Regions from separate parts of the Anas platyrhynchos genome. Here region 1 is linked to region 2. Evidence: chromatin contacts called from public Hi-C data. All regions are on one chromosome and are shown on one strand. Each heading gives the region's core, a stretch centred on a gene start, on an enhancer-like site or on the middle of the called end of the contact. The rest is flanking DNA. Distances are from core to core; before and after follow the strand shown.

Region 1 (6,454 bases), core at 2,686-5,185, 36 kb after region 2:
GGAATGTGCTTTAGCCAACACAGAGTTGTCTAATTCCCGTCCCCTCCCCATTTGCAGAGCAAGGTATCCTATGAGAAAGCAACTCAAGTGAGTTCAAGACTTCTAGCTTTTCCTTGCAGCTCCTAACTTTCTTCATGCTAAACCAAAACTACAGGTGATGACTGCTGCCTTAGAGACAATAAACTCACCTTATTTTCTACCTCAGTTCATTAGGAAAAGAAAAGTGAAAACATTCATAGCTGTTGTTTCCAGAAACAATTCCAACTCAGGCCTAAGCCTTTCTTGTTTTGGAAAGATTCAAGAAAATACCTTCTAGAATCGTCCAAAAATAAGTCTTCCAAAAAGGCTTCAAGACAGATTTAATCTGATAGATAGGAGTCATTTTAGTAGCATTATTTTAGTGGAATAAGCTAGGAACTCATTGGACCAGCTTTCCCAAAGTCACATCTGTGGAACTTCTGTTGTACAAAGTCATCCTTGTTCCAATGCAGGTGTCTTAGCTGCCTGTATATTCTTTGTAATGGACCCTCAAAAACTTTTGGAAAAGTCCCTGGAAAGTAGAATTGTGACCCCAGGGAATAGTTTTGCTCCTGCTAAGAGATATTCAGACCACTAGAAGTCTTTACCTTTGTTTGGCCTGTCCCTGGAGTCGTAGCCAGTTGTTTTTCATCTCCTGTTGCTTCATAGTCAGTTTGTCATTTATGGATGGATTCCTTGTGGAAAGGCGGAAAGATTCCAATTCCAATGGCTGGGAGGAGATTTATAGTGGGGTGAATTTATGCCAAAAAGCTTATGTTTGTTCCTGAGATTGCCTTTCAGGACAAGTAGTTCATTTTAAAGTCCCAGTTTTCAAAAGTGGGCACTTAGATTACAATAGCAAAATATACAAAGAGATTTCTTATATGCAGAAAAAAAACATACACAATTCCAAGCAATCATCCAAGTAAGGAAAGATAACTGTATGTTGCCAAACACCCACAAATGCTACTTTACGATTAAGAAAGCAGTTTTGCAGAATGGTGATAAACATAGAGGAAAACGAAGTGCTAATCATAACCTCTGGTAGCCTAATCTAACTAAGATAGGTAACTGGAGCCACGGAGATAGAGCACAAAGAAGCAACCAGATTTGCCTTTCAGCAAGAGACTCAAAAATCTGTTGTATCTATTTCAGCTAACAGCTGCATCAAAACACCACTTTCAATGTGGACTTCTGGTTGATGCTGCTTTCATTAACACAGCCTGATAAACAGTAAAGAACACTCACCCAAACAGGTTTAAAGTTATCTTTCTTCTTCATTTTCATCAATTTGATGGTGTTATAGAATTTTAATTAGGCAGAAAGGAGAATATGCCAGGTTGTGTTTAATCCACAAGAAAAGCACAGATATACTTTGTAAATGGTATTTGTGGCAGCATTAAAAAACTTCCTCATCCTTCTGTGTTTCCATGCAGAACTCCCCCCTACAGCTTTACTGATGCTATCTGTGGAATGCTGACTGGCAATCACCCACATTTCATATGAGAATTAGCTAAGAAAGTCACAATGTGTGAAGGCATCACACATATCGTCACCATTTGCATACTATAGTGAAGAAAAGATTTAGTGAAATTTTACAAAAATATGTTCCTTATGAAGAGCCTTACTACTCTGGTCAACAGTGAAAACAGTGAGGTGTTGTATATTATTTCTGCTATTGCAGTTCAGCTGAAAACATTTTTTTTTTTTAAAGTATATAATTATATAGGAACTCAGACCTATATTTAATACTCAGATTAGTCCTAAACCATGCAAAGTGGGCATTTTTCAAAGGCAAGAGCTGATTATAGAGGGAATAATAGCCTAAGATTCTTGGGTTTGACAGCTATATCAGAAAACTATGTACACTGTAGTTTTGCATTTTAGTTTTAAACAAAACCAGAGTCAGGGTTTTGGTTCAAGTCAGTCCAGAAACTGGGAGAAAGATGGAGAGCTAAATTTGGATTCCATGCTTTCCAAAAGACAATCCAATCTGGCTTGTAGAGGAGAGTCGACGAATCAACTAATATGTTAACAAGGGACTTCTCTTCTTAGATTTGGTCAATCATGAAGAATGGCATCTCATACAGCATAAAGTACAATTAATTGGCACAGTATTTTACACTAAGAATAAATCTGTGTGCTCTGCCATATGTACTGTTTGCTCATACTCATAGATCTGAACAATCACATTGATGTTTGCACTCTATTCCCAGGAAGCAAAAGGGAACTTTTTTTTTGTAGTATCCTCTGTACTTTTCCACTTCTTACCTCCATTTTGGACTTAATAACGTTGATTTCCCTCTCCATCTCTTCATGTCTTCGAATAAGGTTTTCCACACTTTCTACATCTTTCCCATAATCCAGTGCTTGTATCAGTACACTCTGGAGGGACAGGGGGATGTGTAAATGGTAAAGATGACACAAAGCAAAAGGGTCATATCTTAATTATTTCAAATTGTTTCCTTCTTCCCTTCTTTTTATTGTCATCTGAATGTTCTTATTGTCTTTTTAAATATTAACATAGCACTGTATGTCTGTGCTCTTTAAAGAGATGGAAAAAGAACTTTGAATACTCTCAATCCTGCCACTGAGCACTCACATGTAAAACAAAGGCAGTAGTGCTTCCCTGTGTTTCTTAATCTTTATTTTCTATTCTTTTCCCATAGATGAAAATAGCCCAATATTTAAGTTGTGGTGTACAAATTTGCATGACTGTGCATTTCATGAAATATGGAAAAAAAATATTCTCAGAACCCTAGCAGAAATGGAATTCTTGACAATGAAGAAGTATATTTGCAGAAATTGTTATAAAAATTTCAAACCAATGGTCTTGTAACTTGAAGAAGTTTTGTTACATATTTGGCTACTGACTTACAGTTCAATAAACAGCTTCAGTTACATCCATGAAATCATTAGTAGAAATCATCATATAGCTTTTTTCTTCCATTAATCTCAAAATTACAATCCAGAATAGGCATTTTTACCTCCATTTTCCCATATCAATTAATGTAAATCTGAGAACTCACCTTCTCAGTAATTCTCTCTGTGATATCATCAATTTCTCTGATTAAGGCATGAATCTCTAGAGCTCCTTCTAACTTCTTCCTGTATGCATTCAGGTTACCACGGAAACTGTTCCACCTTTTATTGGAAAGAATATTTTAGGGGTGTATTTCACAGGTGAGAATTTGCACAACTGAGTTTTGTGAAGCTCAGAACTAAGTAAAAGACTAGATTTCTGAGCTACAGTGTGTACTGACCCCCAGTTTCTCACAACAAGGGACACAGCATAGAGGTAAAGCACTAGTCTGACAAAACTATCTGGTTGTATTTGTTCCAAGTTTTCAGGATGGGATACAGTTTAAAAGCTAAAAAGTCCTGATGCAGTTTCCTTAAACTCTCAATAACCTTACAAGCCCTACCTTCACACTTTCGGTTCTTAGCTAGTGGACTGAAGTAGCAGAATCATAGAATGGTTTGGATTGGAAGAGACCTTAAAGTTATCATCCAATTCCAACCCTCTTGCCATGGGCAGTGACACCTTCCACTAGGTCAGGTTGCTCAAGAAGCAATACGCTTCTTCACCAGGGCACAGGGAAGTTAGTTTTCATGGACATAGTCTGTAAAGTGTGTCTGAAATACATAGTCTGAAATAGTATGTCTGTCTCCAAGGCTAGACACATGATTTTGGCTCTGCTGGATCAGAAATCCTTCTGGCTAACTGCTCCCAGAGTTTTGAAAGGCAGCTTCAGTGCCTGAAGTTTGGTAGTCACGACATTAAAGAAAGTGCATATTGAAATTCCAGCCTGCCTAAGATACCTTATCTTCTCTTTCTGTTATTGCTTTACACTGAACATTTAAAGGCATACTCACTTTTCATTGAGCTGTTTCCGGCGCTGATATATTGTCCTTGTCTCTTCCTTGTTTTGTCTCTCCAGTTTCATGGCCAGGGCATTGATATCCTTGATGTGAGCATCGTCTACTGTTGTCTCCTTCAAAGCGAGAAAAGGAACCAAGGTATGTGTTCAAAATGCTTGTGAATGAGTCTGACACATGCAAAACAACAATAACAGCAACAAGCAAGATGTATACATTGCTACCAGAAATTTCAGATAGCTCTTATATCGTGCTGTTATCAGTCCCAAGTGAGTAGGCAGTACCAGCAAGGAAGAACACTAATAATGATACACTGTGTAATGACAATACATAGAATCAGCAATGATCTAGGTCTAGATAAGAACTCTCAGAGCTTCATTTCTAAGACAGGCATTCTAGCAGGGGCTCATCTGTTGAGGAAACACAGCTACAGCTGTTAGTTACATAGGTGGCTGCCGTGAAACAGCTGATATGTGGCAGATTGTTCCTCTGTCAAAAAGGTAAGTGGCTTGTTGTTCCTCACTTTTTTTTTCCTAGATAGGCTTCTGTTCAGAAGTTCCTTAAAATCTATACAGCCCTGAGAAACCTAGACAACCCATAAGTCGGGTTGTAAGGTGTGTCACTGCTTTTTCTTCTAAAGCAACACCACTGTATTTTAAAAGGTATGCTTAACCTTTCAGGCAACTTGCTTCCAGTGTAGCATATGCACCATAGAAAGGATAATATTTGCACAAATACTCTGTACTGTAGTCGATAATTCTTTTGGTGCATGATGGATGGTCAACACTGAACACTGCTCCAGGATTCAAAAACATTCTTTATTTTTGTAAGACTACTAAATCACAGGCTTAGTGGGGAGACATTAATCACTGGTGTAGTAGAAGCACAGCTGCCACATACCAGCAAATTTTTATTGAAGTATTTACTCCATTTGTATTTTATTTATGCTATATCCATACCAACATGCACATTTCCACATGTATTTCAGTATTATACACAGCCACAAAGTAAACAATAGAAACCAGAAGACAGACATATTACTTTTTCAGAACCCTTGCAGTCTCCTCTTCTGGGAGCTAGCAGCATAGTATTCAGAACATGAGTAGAAAATTTGGCAGCCATGGGATAGTTGATCACCATCCTACCCTCACATTTGTCTAGTTGGGGAACCTAGACTGGATGGATGCACACCCTGTGCCAGGACCAGCCTGCTTCTCTTCATGTCACCCTATAAAGCATGGTATAATCAAGCACCAGCTATGACAATATCAGTCTCAGCTTTTTCTGTTAAGAACCATGTTTAAAGTAGTACAGGAGCAGTGGCTACAAGCTGGCAGAAGCTCTGCCTTAGTCAAAGGAAAGATTTATTTCTTCAGTCTTATGCTGACTAGGGTACCATGCTGTTTCTGTCGCTTTCACCATCCTTCTTTTTGACTCGTACAACCTGTAGCACAACTCTTGCTCCCTCCCCTAACTCACGGTTCAGCTGATGAGGACTGAAGGGCCAATGAAGGCCTTTCACTTCCCTGATTCTGTAGTACTGAATTTTGAGTATTTTGGCTTTCCACCCAGATCGAGTACTAATACACTGCCAGGCTCTGGAAGGGGAAGCTCGAGGTTTTCTCCCAGATGCCAGTCATATCTATGCTTTTCTTTTGTGTAGAAGAGGATTTTCTGTTGCCTAATAGCAGAAGGTGATAGAGAAGATGGGAGCTGCTGTTACAGTAACTGGCAACTAGGATAACAGACAAACAGGATAAAGAGAAGATTAAGAGAGAACAATAGAATAAACCTCAGTCATGAAGTCCTAACAGGTCTCCTTCCAGACCTTCCTCAGAGGAGGAAGCAAGGAGGGGAATGGCGAAATAAAGGAGGGAAATGGAAAAAAGTGGTCAAATTGCTTTAAAGGGCTTGTTCACAGAAGGCTTGTATCAGACTTCAGATTCAAACATTGCTGAAACAACCATTTTAAATCCACCTTTGGGTGGAACTCACTATGAATTGCATACCACATGAAGCAAACTGGAAATTTGCTCAAACCTTAATTCAGACTTGCAGAGACAGCTGTTCAGCAACATAATGCAATTCAAAATTTTAGGTTGCATCACAAGCACCTGATGGCTCTGTTTAGACAACATCAAAGCAGAAGGCACAATGATGGAAACCAGTATCCATTTCAATAGCTTATAAACTGGTAATGCTACCTATCTCCCTGATCTTTCATCTCCTCAGGGTACTGGAACTGTATTTACTACCTGGATATGTTGCTGGGTTGAAAAGTTAACTGCTGCTTCAAGCCTTACAAGGAATGTGGAAGCAGGCATGGAAAACACTTCTTACCCCTGATGTCGCTCCACGGAACTCATTCAGCTTTTTCATGAGCTGCAGGCAGTGCTCGTAGTCATTTCCCACATCACCTATGTTAATCATGACTTCCTGAGGAAAGAAGCAGCAGACAGGCAAACATTCAGGATAAGAATACAAAAACACAATACATCCCAGTGCTTATGCTGATGCAGTTAAGTTCTGTGATGTTCTCTATAAATCATTGACGTAC
Region 2 (5,927 bases), core at 1,464-3,963:
ACAGAAGTCTGACTTTCACTGAACTTTAATGTTATCAGTTAAATGTTGAGCTTCAATAGCCTAAGTCAGTTACAGAAAAGTCTTCTTTGGTAAAAACAGCTAAAAGTTATCAACTCACTCTAAGTGAAAACGCATCTCTTTTCCATTGCTTTCATCTGCTGTATTTTTTTGTGACTGGAAACAGCTCCAGCAGAGGTACAGCAGCTGAGAGAGCCAGACAGGCCAAAAAAAAATGATGATTAGATCACCTTGTTGGCTGCAAATGGCTGATCTGAATCAGTCAGAACAGAAATGTAAACTCTAGATGTTGCATGCACATAAAAAGTATGTACATAAACCTAGTACTATGCTCCAACCCTCCCACTGGAAAGTTAGTCAAGAAAAAGAAGACTGCAGCAAAGAGCAGGAAACATGCCTCAGAAAGGCTAAAAAAGGACCAAGCCTGAAGTTCTTGTTGGAGCAGCTAAGGAATTGAAACTTTAGCTTTCACTTTGCATGGAAGAAACCTAGCCACTGTACTGTCCTGGCTGCATTTTTTTCCCCCTGCTTGCACTAGGTTACTCAGAAACAGACATAAATAGGGAAAAAAATATCAAGACACTGTTCCTCATGATTACAGCGTACCTTAAGAAGCAGAGTGTAAAATCCAGCAAGCCCCGTGCTACAGGTTCCACACCTTCATTAGCCTCAGGAGCCTGGGCTCAGCCCAGTGCAGCAGGACTTGAGTTTGTCCCTCAGGTGAACGGTATCATCAGCACACCATTTTGAGGCACACTGAGCCTCTCCCTCTCAGATCAACCATGCTTTATACTGACAGGTTAAAACACTATTTCAGACTCAGAGAGCTGAAACTTGCTCTCCAACCATGGCAGTGTTTAGTCTGTGGTCAAAAGTCCATACCCAGCTTCAACTGCAGGCTTGCCGCTTTCCTGTATTATTTATTATACCTCTTAGCCATAAGAATTTAAAGTACATGAAGATGAGGCTTGCAGCTGAATCATCTTATTGTATATCCAGGCTGAGGCATAGAAAAAGAAAACACAAAGCCATCAGCTGTCTTGTGCCAGAGGCTTTTCTTCCAAGCTTGGACATTTCCCTGGAGGAGAGCACCAGCAGTGGTGCCTCTGCTCTGGGGAGGAGCTAGATTTCTAAACACCACACTGATTGGTAAATCCTCCCATCTTGAAAAGAAAGGAGTGATTTACTGTCCACAGCTGGTGAAAATTCCCAGGTACAGCATGCCACTAACGCACCCTTCAGATAGGGCCTCGTAATAGACAAAGACCTTAGCAGCCCTGGTGTAGTGGCAAGCTAGTTTTGTGGTGGCAAATATTCATTTCAGGTCCAAAACCTCCTCCTTCCAAAACAACCAAACGTGTCTAACGCAGTGTATAAGCAGTTGATCATGTTAAATTCTCACTATCAGCTTGTTTAATGGATTTGGTGCTGTGCTGCACTGCTGGTGCTAGCCCGCCCCAGCACTGGCCTGCACAAAATGGAGTCCTCCACACAGCGGCCTTCGGTGTCCTGGCTGGGCCGGGCAGGAATTGGGGCACCGGGGTGGTCAACAGAGCCTGCTGCAGTGGTCACCCAGCTTCCCTACACATTTAGAGATGTTCTGGGGAGAAACGTGATAGTTATAAACTTTGAAGTAGATTCATTAGGGTTTTAGTTTGGGTTATAGGGGCAGTGCTTGCTTGACACCTCTTGGCACATCAGTCCTTGAAAGAACCGAGCCTGTATCTCCTGGCTTTCCTCCACCCTGGCACTACACTGCCTCACTTCCAACCCATGTGGCACACCCAGAACCAAAGTGACCATTAACTGTGCTTTTTGTCAGAGCCCAGGACTGGAATTGGCCTACATTTACCTGACAGAAATGCGCAATTCGTATTTAAGCCATGGCACACCTACATTGCACCATATTCAATGACAGAAGTGTTTTTTTTTTTTTTTTTTTTTTTTTTTTTTTTTAACGTCCAGTACCAGAGGAGAGAAGGCAAGAGCCATCCCTCACAGACATGTCATACAACTTCTTACAGTCCTGCAGTGGAAGAATTCAGTTACCATCCTATGTGACCCATTCTCTTAACGTTATTGCCCATATATTCTAGTCAAGGCCGCAAGATACTTTGGGCAAGGATTTTAGCTTTTTGTTTCAAGAATTCACTACTAAGTAATTGGTATGAGTAATAAAAGTAGCATAAAATTGTAACTTCATGCAATGATAACCCACTAACCAGTATATATTTATAGAATGCCAAAACCAGGCAGAACTTTGAAAAAGCCAGGTGAATATGGAGGCCACAGTTTTAGTAATGGCAATGACTTTGTTAAAAGAAAATATAGAAATAATCCACATTTATGGGGTACCAATCAGTTCCTGATGGCAAAGGTTATTTGCAGCAGGAAAATGGAGAGAGGTATCAAAGGACAGAACACAATCAGGTTAAGATTAGCAAGCCAAACTGATCTTCGTGCCTCAGATAACTACATGACATTTTTTCAGTTTGTTCCTAGCCCATTCCTGGCAGTCAGCACTGACGGAAGACATATGGTCACAACAACACTGGTAATTTTATCTCCAATGCTCAGAATGAGCACACTGCTCCCTTCTTTCCAGTGCATCTGGAGGGAGGTCCTCCCACTGCTGACGTACATCACGGTGTGTATCTCCTCTCACCCTCTTTGGGGCATCTGCTGGGAAAGCTTCTCTGGGATAAACAATGTTGAAATGTCTCACACGCATCTCAGTTTAAGAGCCTCAGTTACTGCTGGCAGTTACTAGAGGCTTATTGAGCAACAGCAGCTTATGCCTTGCGGGAAGCAATGGCTTTGCCTCCCTAAGCTGCCTCCTCAGTGCACCTCGCAGTGCCAGGAGTTAAGTGATCAGGTAAGGACACGGGACTTGAAATGCAGGTTTATAGGGAGGAGGAAACAAGAGCTGTGCAGAGGCAGATGGAGTCCTCATTTGGGATCATATGGCACATGAGGCTTCTGCTTTGGGAAGCCAGAATCAGTAAAAGCATGAGGGCTGAACAATCCAGCCTGTGGAAACAGCAGGCCACTACATCTGTCCTACTAGGAAAAGCATTGAGAGAGCTACACTACACTATAAAATGCTTTAAAATTGCCCCTGTAATTACTAGTGAGCTCCAGTTTATCTGTGGGTGTGGATAGCAGGAAAACCAAACCCTGCCTATTCTTCATTTAATATTTGCAATAATGCAATAAATGCTTACATATAATAATGACAGGCTTCCCAGGTTATGATCTGCCTTTTCCAAGTCCTCCCCTCCCATCTCTCTGGCAAACAACAAGAGATGCTTACCTCTATTTGACCATTATAGTGGTAAATGCAACACCTTTGAAACAACTGCACAAACTAACTTTGAAAATAATGCCTATTTATAGTTTAGCAAAATAGTTTTGCAAATGTGCTGCTTTCATGTTGAAACGTCATGCTTGCTAACCCCCAAAGCTACAGCCCATCCAGATATGATGATCATTTCAATTTTTTAATGTTGAAAATCATTTACACTGTCAGAGAATGAAGTGGACTGGTATACTGTCAGGTGCAGAATGAGAGGTTTACACTCAATTATTTAATCCCATGGCACTTTGCATTTCTAGTAGGTGAATCACTTTTAAAAAGTTGAATGTCTTCCCTGCAAGATTCTGGCAAACCCTGAAAAGTTCATTTCATTAGGAAATGACTGCTCTCTCATTTGTCTGCTTCCTGGGAGTGACACGCAGGTGGCTGCCAAGGGATTTTCTTGGCTCACAGAGTGAGGCTAATGCATACATTCAGCTGCTGAGATTTTGCAGTGCCAGTCAGAACTGATGCTGTCCTAACTGTGCACAGCCAATTCAATGGGTTCTTTACATCAGCACCTCAAGGCAAAAACCAGGGCATTAAACCATTGTAAGATGAGACAAAGCATTAAGTGCAATTATCTTTCATCTATGGAGATTGGGAATCATTCTTAGTCAGATCTCATCTAAGACCCCAGTAATACAATTTGGCGTGACTGATGCAGTTTGCCGTGACTGATGATCCCTGGGAGAGAGGCACAGACCTGACAGCATCTAATTCCTCTCATTTGTCAATATCAAGCTCCAACAATTTAAAGACTGAAGTCTTCTACAGGCCTGCAGCAATGGACACCTGGATTGCCACAGTGCAATTTCAGAAAATGGTGACGTCTTGTCTGAAAATTGCTTCCTTTGTGGTTGTAAGATCATCCCCCACTCTTTCCCCACCTCCCCAGATATGCTTATGACTTGTCATAATGTATCCAGCACCACAAAGCATTTTTAAAGGAAAGAGATTATTTTATCCGGAAAATACCCTCAGGTTATGCTCTTATTTTACACTAAAAACTTTTTTTTTTTTTTAATTTCTCTACTTTTCCATCAAATTCTATGTCTTGTTTAGCTGGGGTCAGTGTACAAGTGTGGGTCCTTGCCTTTACACCCTGGTCCTCAGTTTTAGGCACTGAGAAGGAACTAGCAAAACAGCTTTGCTGTTGGGATGGGGAGCTTGGACCATAAGCATCTCCTCACACAAGTATGTGGGTGTTTGTGTGTCTTTCCGTCAGGATGGTTCTGTCTCATCCCCTGTAGGACAAGATTCAGTTCACTGCACCTATCTACTTAATCCAGCAATTTCCTAGCTCTAGTTTTCATTGTTTTGTTCCAGTTCCTTATCTTTGCTTTGACTGCTAGGCACTGTGATGACCTTCCCTTAGGGCTAACAGCCTGTCCAACAGGAAAATGAAAGGGGAGAGTCACAGTAGCTGTGTGAAGGCTCAGAGTGCTCTTTGTTACTTAAGTTCCATTTTCTTATTTGACATGTGACAAGGAACTAAAGAGCATTATTGGCAGGAGATGGCATCCAGTGTGGGACAGAGGTGCTCATTTGATGGCCAGTTTCTGTCCTGGGAGGTTTGCCACTCAGACAAAGCCCAGATTTGTGGTGTTGCAGAAATGCCTAAATTCTGTACCTACATTTTGCTTCAGCCGTGTAGAAATCAATGACATCACAGTGGTTCTGTGTGGGACCATTAGTGTGATAAACATGTGGCAAAATATAGTGATGAATGACGAATGATATGGAAAATAGTGAAGTGTTCCATATCTATTTATTTATTTATGATGAGGCCAGTCACCCTCAAACATCCTCACCGCAGCCCCCGCTAAGATGCAGCAAGTCCTCCTGGACTTCGTTCCAAGGACGTGGAAGAGAAGGTGGCAATCAGGCACACTCAGAGCAGCTTTCCCAAGGGGACAGCTAGGTGTAATATACTCAACTTTTAGTAAGGCTTTTCCCTTGTCTCTTTGAGCATTCTCATTTGGAAAACTTGGAGTTCTTGCAGGATGAACAGACTGTTAGATGGGTTGAAAATTGGCTGAGCTGCCTTCTACAGTGTCAACAATTAATAGTGCTACTTCTAGGCATTGGCTGGTTACAAATGGAGTATCCTGGGGGTCAGTACTGACTAATATTGCTCTACAAATTCATCAGTGATGGGCACAATGTGAGTGCACACCCTCAGTACAATTGTGGACAATACTAAAAAACATAGGGAGTGGTGAACATGATAGATGGCAGATCTTCAGTCCAGGACTTTCAGAAAACTTGAGGACTGAACTGACAGAAATCTCATGCAGTTGAACAAAGAGAAGTGAAAAACAGGTGCAGAATGTGCCTCTGACCTGATCTAGTATTCACAATCAATCAGCTTTGATTAAGACATTGCACTACAGACCTCCAGAGGGCCAGTCCCACTGACACTTCTTTTAGCCCACAGAGCAACATCTTTCCGGAACATTATACTGCTTGCTAAAGAGAACAGACTTGCTGATGTGGTCACCAGGCTTTATGACACTACTGCTGCAGCTGTGCTGTGCTGGGTCTTAACTGC

What was found. Hi-C and Micro-C count contacts between places; a contact is called where the count stands out from the background.
Region 1: a contact with region 2 is called in a Hi-C map of small yellow follicle, with 1.9 times the contacts expected there. The contact joins two enhancer-like sites. A contact is called at or near these places in 2 of 8 Hi-C or Micro-C datasets (F5 follicle and small yellow follicle).

The regions. Positions count from the first base shown.
Region 1 is chr5:34,087,981-34,094,434 of IASCAAS_PekinDuck_T2T, forward strand. SPTBN5 (spectrin beta, non-erythrocytic 5) reads right to left here. Exons shown (of 71, transcript XM_027458500.3): 42 at 6,238-6,333; 43 at 3,895-4,013; 44 at 3,048-3,162; 45 at 2,290-2,403; 46 at 627-748. Among named protein-coding and RNA genes, the nearest start is that of SPTBN5, 75 kb to the right of the region's middle. Within about 2 kb of position 3,936, at least 3 of the 8 cell types and tissues checked have an H3K27ac peak or open chromatin away from gene starts, as enhancers often do. A contact at or near this core is called in F5 follicle and small yellow follicle, where this site is marked.
Region 2 is chr5:34,053,623-34,059,549 of IASCAAS_PekinDuck_T2T, forward strand. No RefSeq gene overlaps it. Among named protein-coding and RNA genes, the nearest start is that of JMJD7, 75 kb to the left of the region's middle. Within about 2 kb of position 2,714, at least 6 of the 8 cell types and tissues checked have an H3K27ac peak or open chromatin away from gene starts, as enhancers often do. A contact at or near this core is called in F5 follicle and small yellow follicle, where this site is marked.